Linked DNA regions of Canis lupus: region 2 is linked to region 1. Evidence: chromatin contacts called from public Hi-C data. All regions are on one chromosome and are shown on one strand. The core of a region is the stretch at or near the end of the contact, and the rest is flanking DNA. Distances in the headings are between cores, read along the strand shown.

Region 1 (3,608 bases), core at 411-2,910:
GGTCTGCTGTTTTCTCTGTGTCCTCTGATCCCCTTAGCTCTATATATAGAGCTCCTAACGTTTGTTGAATTGGGTGGAATGATTTTTTTTTTTTTTTTTTAATTTTTAAGTAGCCTCCATACTGAGCTTGGAGCCCAACACAGGGCTTGAATTCACAACCCTGAGATCAAGACCTGACCTGAGATCAAGAGTCAGTAGTTTAACCGACCAAACCACCCAAGCACCGCTGGTGGAATAATCTATTTAAGGAAAGATTTCATACTCTCTCTCTGGCCCTATACACTGTAGGCAAATGGCACTGATGTTGTTAGGTTTGGGTCAGCTTTGTCTGTTTTCCCCTCAGGGAAGGCAGATTAGATATTCAGTATTTTTAAGTTTTATGTTCAGTTCTTAAGGGTTTGTAGTTACCACTGTATAAGTGTCAGAGCTGGTCTGTGATCTTTCTGCTCAGCCAGGGGTACCTAACTAGATTAAAGACAGAGCAGAGACCAAAACTCAGGTCTTCTGACTTTCCGGCCAGTGCACTTTCTGATGTGCTCCAGCTTCCGCCACTGCTTGGCCAGCCAGGGGACAGACCAAATGCACCCAGTACCTCCATCACAGAGGGCCATGACGAAGAGAGCTGAAGCTAAGAAAAATCCAAGTTCCCAGAATGGAATTCTGTACCTCAAGCCAGCCAACGTGGTTTTATGTCTTTTGATACTTCTCTTTCTTCTATGACATGGGAGCAGAGAGCAGGGATCCGAGTGTGGTGGGGTTATTTGCTTTGTGATGGGTGAGAGCCAACAGATCTCTGTCCCAGGCCTAAGCTCTTAGAGTCCGAGTTGGAAGGAAACTTGGGGGTGCTGTGTGGTGACAGGCAGCTTCGTGTAGTCCACAGAGCACGGAAGACTCCCTAGAACCAGCGGCAGATCTCCACGGAGCCGGAGGCCGGCCGGGCATCTCCACGGGCTCCCGCTCCTGCACACATTTTCTCTACCACCACCTCGGGGGGCGGTCGCAGGGCGGCTGGGCGGCGTTGACCGCGGTTATGTCCCAAATCTTCATAGGGCAGACGTCACGGGTCACCAGTTACAACCACCACCGTCGCCACCGTTTCCTGCCAGGCACTGTACCGACCAAATCACCTTATTTCATATCTAGGATCGAGAAAAGTACTTTGATCGGTCGTAAACCTCTACTTCTTAGACGAGGAAACAGAGGTTTAAAGGTTCTGCCCACGATCTCGTAGGGACGGACGGAGCCTCCACCAGATTTAGGTTTAGCAGATTTTTTTTTATTTTGTTTATTCGTGAGAGACACAGAAGCAGGCTCCATGCCGGGAGCCGGATGTGAGACTCGATCCGGGGTCCCCAGGATCATGCCCTGGGCCGAAAGCGGGCGCTAAACCACTGAGCCACGCAGGGATCCCCGGCTCACACGTTTCTAAACATTGTTTTCAGCTTTGCTTTTCCTTCAGCTCCAGTTTCTATTTGCTCCGAAACAGGAGCAAGGAGCAGCTTCGGGTCCCCGTCTCCCCGGCTGCCCTGGGAGCTGAAGGGAGACCAGCGGGGAGACCGCACAGCCAGGAGGCGGTGGCGCCACCCTCCCCGCGGCGGGCGCGCCGGTGGGCGGGGCCTTCGGTGGGCGGGGCCTTCGGTGGGCGGGGCCGGGCCCGGAAGTGGCTCGGCGGGCGGACGCGAGTCCCTGCTGACTCAGCGACCCGGCTACCCCGGGGGTGGCGGCCTCACCCCAGTCCTCGCGGACTCCGCATCCTCCGCCTTCTCGCCGCCGCAGCCTCCCGGAACGATGGTGGCCCGCCTGCTACTGCTGCGCGCCCGGCCGCGGGGCCCTGCAGGGGGCCCAGGACCCGTGTGTCGGCGCCTTAGCGCAGGCTCGGGGCCCCGCGAGTACCTGCAGCGCAGCATCGTGCCCACTATGCACTTCCAGGACAGCCTGCCCAGGTGAGCCCGGCCTCCCGGTCCCCGCCGCCCGCTGGGGTCGGCCCCAGCCTTCGCTCCAGTCACTCACGACTCTTCTGCTTAACCTGCTCCCACCCCAGACTCCTACCTGGGACGCTGTCGCAACCCGACATCTGGAAATCCTGTCACTTTGAGGATCTCCTGGCACCGGACCCTCGGAACGTTCGCATTCCTTACCAGGACACCCCCAGGCCCCCCATTGCTCGCTCAGATTCTCCATTTTGAGCCCTTCTCTGATTCTCTCTCCAGTAACCCAGCTTCCATCCAGATACCCAAGAGTCCCTCACATTTCTTCCTGAAAAATGTCCACCCTGCATATCTCCAGTACCACCCTTACCCCTCCAACTAGGGTGTCCCCTGAAGTACTTTCACGACTGCCCTGTATTCCTGCCCAGAATATGGACAGGCCAGTTCCTGATAACATAATAGTTACCCTCCTCAGCTTTTCCCAGCGCTCCACCTTCTTCAGGCCTGTTGCTCAGCCCTGGCTCTGCATGCCTCCAATCCTCTGCCCATCTTCACCCAGCACACTCCTCACGTGCTCACCTACTCTCCTCCAACCTCAGCCTTTAAGTCTGACTTCACCCCTTCCAGACCTTCCTCGATTACCTGCTAGGTTTCTTTCCCTAAAATGTCCTCCCTAACCCACATTACCCTCTGCAGCTTTAGCACCCTCGAAGAATTCTAGACCACACCCTCAGTGCCCATCCCAAACTCTTATTCAGCTTAAATCTAGAACACACCCAAATTTTTGTGTTCCTCCTCACCTTAGCTTACCCCCTCCACCTTCTAAAACACTTCACCCAGAGTCTACTTACCCTATGAAAACAATGCCAATAAACCTACCTCTCCCTTTCCCTCATCCAGTATTTATTTTCTTGCCTTTTTTTTTTCACCCAGTATTTTCTTTAATTCAACTTCCAGTTTTTCCAGTCTTTGAACTCCCAGCCTTAATCTGACCTGCTAGGGCTCCTTTTCCAATGTTAGAAATTTCCTGAAATTCATTTACCCTCAAAAACCAGACTTTAACTTCTCTGCTCACTCACCAGTTAGTTCTTGGTGCCAAGTCCCAAATTTGTCTCAAAAACCCTTCTCACTTCCTTTCTCACCAAACTGCCACCTGGGATCTTCCCAGCCCAGGGATTGGAGGCCAGGTCTCCACACCCCTCAAACAGAGATTGTATCCCAGGTGTCACCCCCAACTACTGGGTTGCTGTTTTTCTCCATATCCAGCAACCTTATCACCCACTGTTCTCTTTTCCCTCCCCCACACTCTCAAGAATAGCATCTGAGGTGGTTCTTGTGAAATAGCAGTGTGCAGACATCTAAAGCAAACTGAAATGAAACTATCTAGCCCCAGCCCCACTGCTTAAATTTGTCAGGAGAAAGGGAAAAAGAAAACATGGCCTTTATGCCCATGGGCGAAGCCTGGGACAGAACCTCCTCCTTAACGTCCTGTGTGTGAGCTGAGCCGATATGTGGGGGAAAGGTGAAGAATGACAGAGCCTCTCTTCACTTGCCAGGCCCAGTAGCACTTGACTTTTATGTAAGCCTGGACTCCGCTCAGATCTAAGATCAAAGGGATCTTCTCCCTTTTCGAATTGGAAAGCTGGGAGTAACACTTGAGATCATTTCCTCCAACCTACA
Region 2 (3,325 bases), core at 432-2,931, 230 kb before region 1:
AAAGGCAATCTTAGCCCGACCCCCAGGGGCCTGTAACCCTACTTTAACTTATATGTTTTTTATATAAATTCCTTTAGAAATTTCCTTTAGGGGATCCCTGGGTGGCTCAGCGGTTTAGCGCCTGCCTTTGGCCCAGGGTGTGATCCTGGAGTCCCGGAATCAAGTCCCACGTCAGGCTCCCTGCATGGAGCCTGCTTCTCCCTCTGCCTGTGTCTCTGTCTCTTTCTGTGTGTCTCTCATGAATAAATAAATAAAATCTTTAAAAAAATAGAAATTTCCTTTATCTCTAACCCCCCCAGACACATGTTGACCATCATCCCCCAAGCACATGGCCCACGGATACACATATAAAGGGTCTCATGAAGAAAAAAAATAAATAAAAATAAATAAATAAATAAATAAATAAATAAATAAATAAATAAATAAATAAAGGGTCTCATGACTCAGGTTTTATCAGATGGTAATAAGTGACCTTTTCCCAACAATTAGCTCCCTCAAGGTACTGGAAACCTTGCTTCCAAAATTCCTTAAGAGTACAGCTATCCTCAAACCCCTCCCAACTCCCAGGTATATAATCAGCCACCTTGATGGGATGAGCACTGGGTGTTATGCTGTATGTTGGCAACTTGAACTCCAATAAAAAGAAATAAAAAAAAAAAAAGGTTAAAAAATATATATATAATCAGCCACCCCTCACAGGCCGGGGCGGCAGCTCTTCCCAGGACCCAGGGGTCCTGTCCCTGTGTTTTAAGAAAACCACCACTTTGCACCAAAGACGTCTCAAGAGTTCCTTCTTGGTGGTGGGCAGCGGACACTTATGTCCCAAAACTTAATCAGTAACAAGAATTCTTTCTCGGCCTTAGGGTGCAAACCACACCACCGGGGAGCAGCGTGAACTTTGTGGATTCCGAAGCTCGCGGCGTCGGCCCGAGGGCAGGGCCAGCGCGCGGGGAGTCGCGCGGCTGCTGCGGCCGCCGCTAGGTTGTCCTCGCCGCGCTGCTGGGCGCTGCTGGGCGCTGCTGGGCCGGCCTGGCCAGCGCCGCGGGCTCCTGCGCCTGGACCCGGAACCCAGCCGGGACTCCGGGCCAGGAGGGACGCCGGGCCCCGTGCAGTTCCTGGGGTGGAAGCGGTGGTGCTGGCGGTGCCGGTGCCGAGTCGCAGCCCCGAGCGACGCCCCCTCCCCTCCTCCCCGGCCCCGGGCGACGGCAGGGCCTGGCGTCCACTTGGGTTCCCGCTCACTTGGGGTCGGCGCGGCTGGTAGGGCGGCCACCCACCTCCGCGCCTGGAGCCCGGCCTGGGAAGGGATCGAGTCCCCCAGCGCAGCGAGCGGCCCCGCCTTCCCTTCAACGACCCGTCCTCCGGCGCCTGGTGAGCGCGCGGGCCGTGACTCCCACCCCCGCCGCGGCGCCGGCAGCGCGGCTCGGACCCGGGCGGCCGCCTCCGGGGCGCTCCCCGCGACAGCGCGCTTACCGTGGTCGGCGCCCGCCAGGGCGCGCACTTGGATCTCGGGGGGCCCAGCCGGCCCGTGGGAGGCGCAGCTGCGCGCCCGCAGGGCCTTCCAGGGCCGTGCAAGGCGCCGGGCGTTGGTCAGGGCGCGCAGCATCGGGGCGCAGGCTGGGCAGGTGCCAGGGGCCCCCCGCCGTCCCTCCTGTCCCGCGGAAAGCTCGCGGCTGGGCCCCAGGGTTTCGCAACTGCGCCACCTCCCGGCCGAGCGCGCACAGGGACGCTTGGAGCCCGGGCTAGGCGACCTTGCGGCCTGGGACCGGGGTGGCAGCAGTGTTTTAATCACCAAAGCGGGGGTAATGATAGTGACCACGGTCATAGATAAGGGGGGAGGCTAAAGTAGCGAGAACACGTTTCACTCAGCAATGTCCTGCTGCGAAGGGGAAATGTCCGGTGCGAGCTGACCTCGGCTTCCGTCTGTGCGGAGGTGACTGAGAGCTCTAAGGGGAGGAGGAGACAGCATGGAGGTGAGTGACCCGGGCTCTAGAAGACAGAGAAGTGAGATTACAAAAATCGGGAAAAGTATTAGGCCACGTGAAACCCGCCCGGGGTCAGCAAGCCAAGGCCTGTCCAACCTCAGGCTCCCACAGAAACTAAGGACAGGGTGGGGGGTGTGGTCTGCAGGTGCTGGCTGCAGCAAGCAGTAAATTCTTTTGGCAGTGTTGACTTTAAAAATAACAGGTATAGGGACACCTGGAATGACTCAGCGGTTGAGCACCTGCCTTTGGCCCAGGGCGTGATCCTGGAGTCTCGGAATCGAGTCCCACATCGGGCTTCCTGCATGGAGCCTGCTTCTTCCTCTGCCTGTGTCTCTGCCTCTCTCTGTATGTCTCTCATGAATAAATAAATAAATAATCTTAAAAAAAAAAAGTTATTTTACCAGCAAAAATAGGTTTAAGAATAGCAGAGAATTGCAATTTGGGACAAACAAGCCGCAGTAAACAACCGTAGGCTAGTCCACCAGGGGAGAGAAACATCTTTTATGGAGAAAGTTGGGAAGATTTGTTTTGCAGCTCAGACCCATTGGAGAAAAGCAAGAGTTCTCAGTGATGATGGATTCTCATTGGCTGAGCCGCTGACCTACTAAGTTGCTTGAAGGAGGTACAGTGCCCGGGGAATCCCTGGGTGGCTTAGCGGTTGAGAGCCTGCCTTCGGCCCAGGGGTGACCCTGGAGACCCCAGATGGAGACCCGCATTGGGCTCCCTGCATGGAGCCTGCTTTTCCCTCTGCACCCCCCCTCTCTGAGTCTCATAAATAAATAAATAAAATCTAAAAAAAAAAAATGGAGATACAGTGTCCTTCCTCTCCTGATGCCGCCTCTGACCATTCTGCCTGTGATTGATGTCTAGTAGTAGGATGCCAGAGACCCCCCCCCCCTTCTAGACACCTGACTGCAATTTTAGTAAGGTTTCTTTTTTTTTTTTTTTTTTTTTTTTTTTTTTAGTAAGGTTTCTTGTTAATTTCTACAGCTGGCTTAAATTTTCTCAGGCAGGCACTTAAAGGGGGTGGGTGGGTTAGGGTCATCTTAGGAATGTGGCCTGGAGCTGCTAGGAACTATGTTAGTGTTTAAGTCTTTGTAGGCCGAGGTTGAGGCCTAGTAGAGAAGTGGGCTCAGAGGAGCGGGACTAGAGTTTGGTGACGAAGAGTATCTTTGTCACTATGTCATGGTTGTATTATGATGATTGAATGGGGGTGTGTGAACCTTTTTCCACAAATGCCCAATAAACGTTATTTCATTTTAAAAATGTCATTTCATTTATTCATTCTGGCATTGTCCACATTAATGGACAATGCCATTCACTGCTTCACTGCCCAGGTTACA

The links. A called contact is a pair of places that touch in the nucleus more often than the background predicts.
Region 2: a Hi-C map of blood shows a contact between it and region 1, with 4 times the contacts expected there. The contact joins the promoter of ECHDC2 here to the promoter of CPT2 in region 1. A contact is called at or near these places in 3 of 9 Hi-C or Micro-C datasets (amygdala and blood).

The regions. Positions count from the first base shown.
Region 1 is chr5:56,204,877-56,208,484 of UU_Cfam_GSD_1.0, reverse strand. CPT2 (carnitine O-palmitoyltransferase 2, mitochondrial) reads left to right here and starts at 1,660. Exons shown (of 5, transcript XM_038537499.1): 1 at 1,660-1,943. The coding sequence starts at 1,789.
Region 2 is chr5:56,432,778-56,436,102 of UU_Cfam_GSD_1.0, reverse strand. ECHDC2 (enoyl-CoA hydratase domain-containing protein 2, mitochondrial) reads right to left here and starts at 1,681. Exons shown (of 9, transcript XM_038537520.1): 1 at 1,471-1,681. The coding sequence starts at 1,603.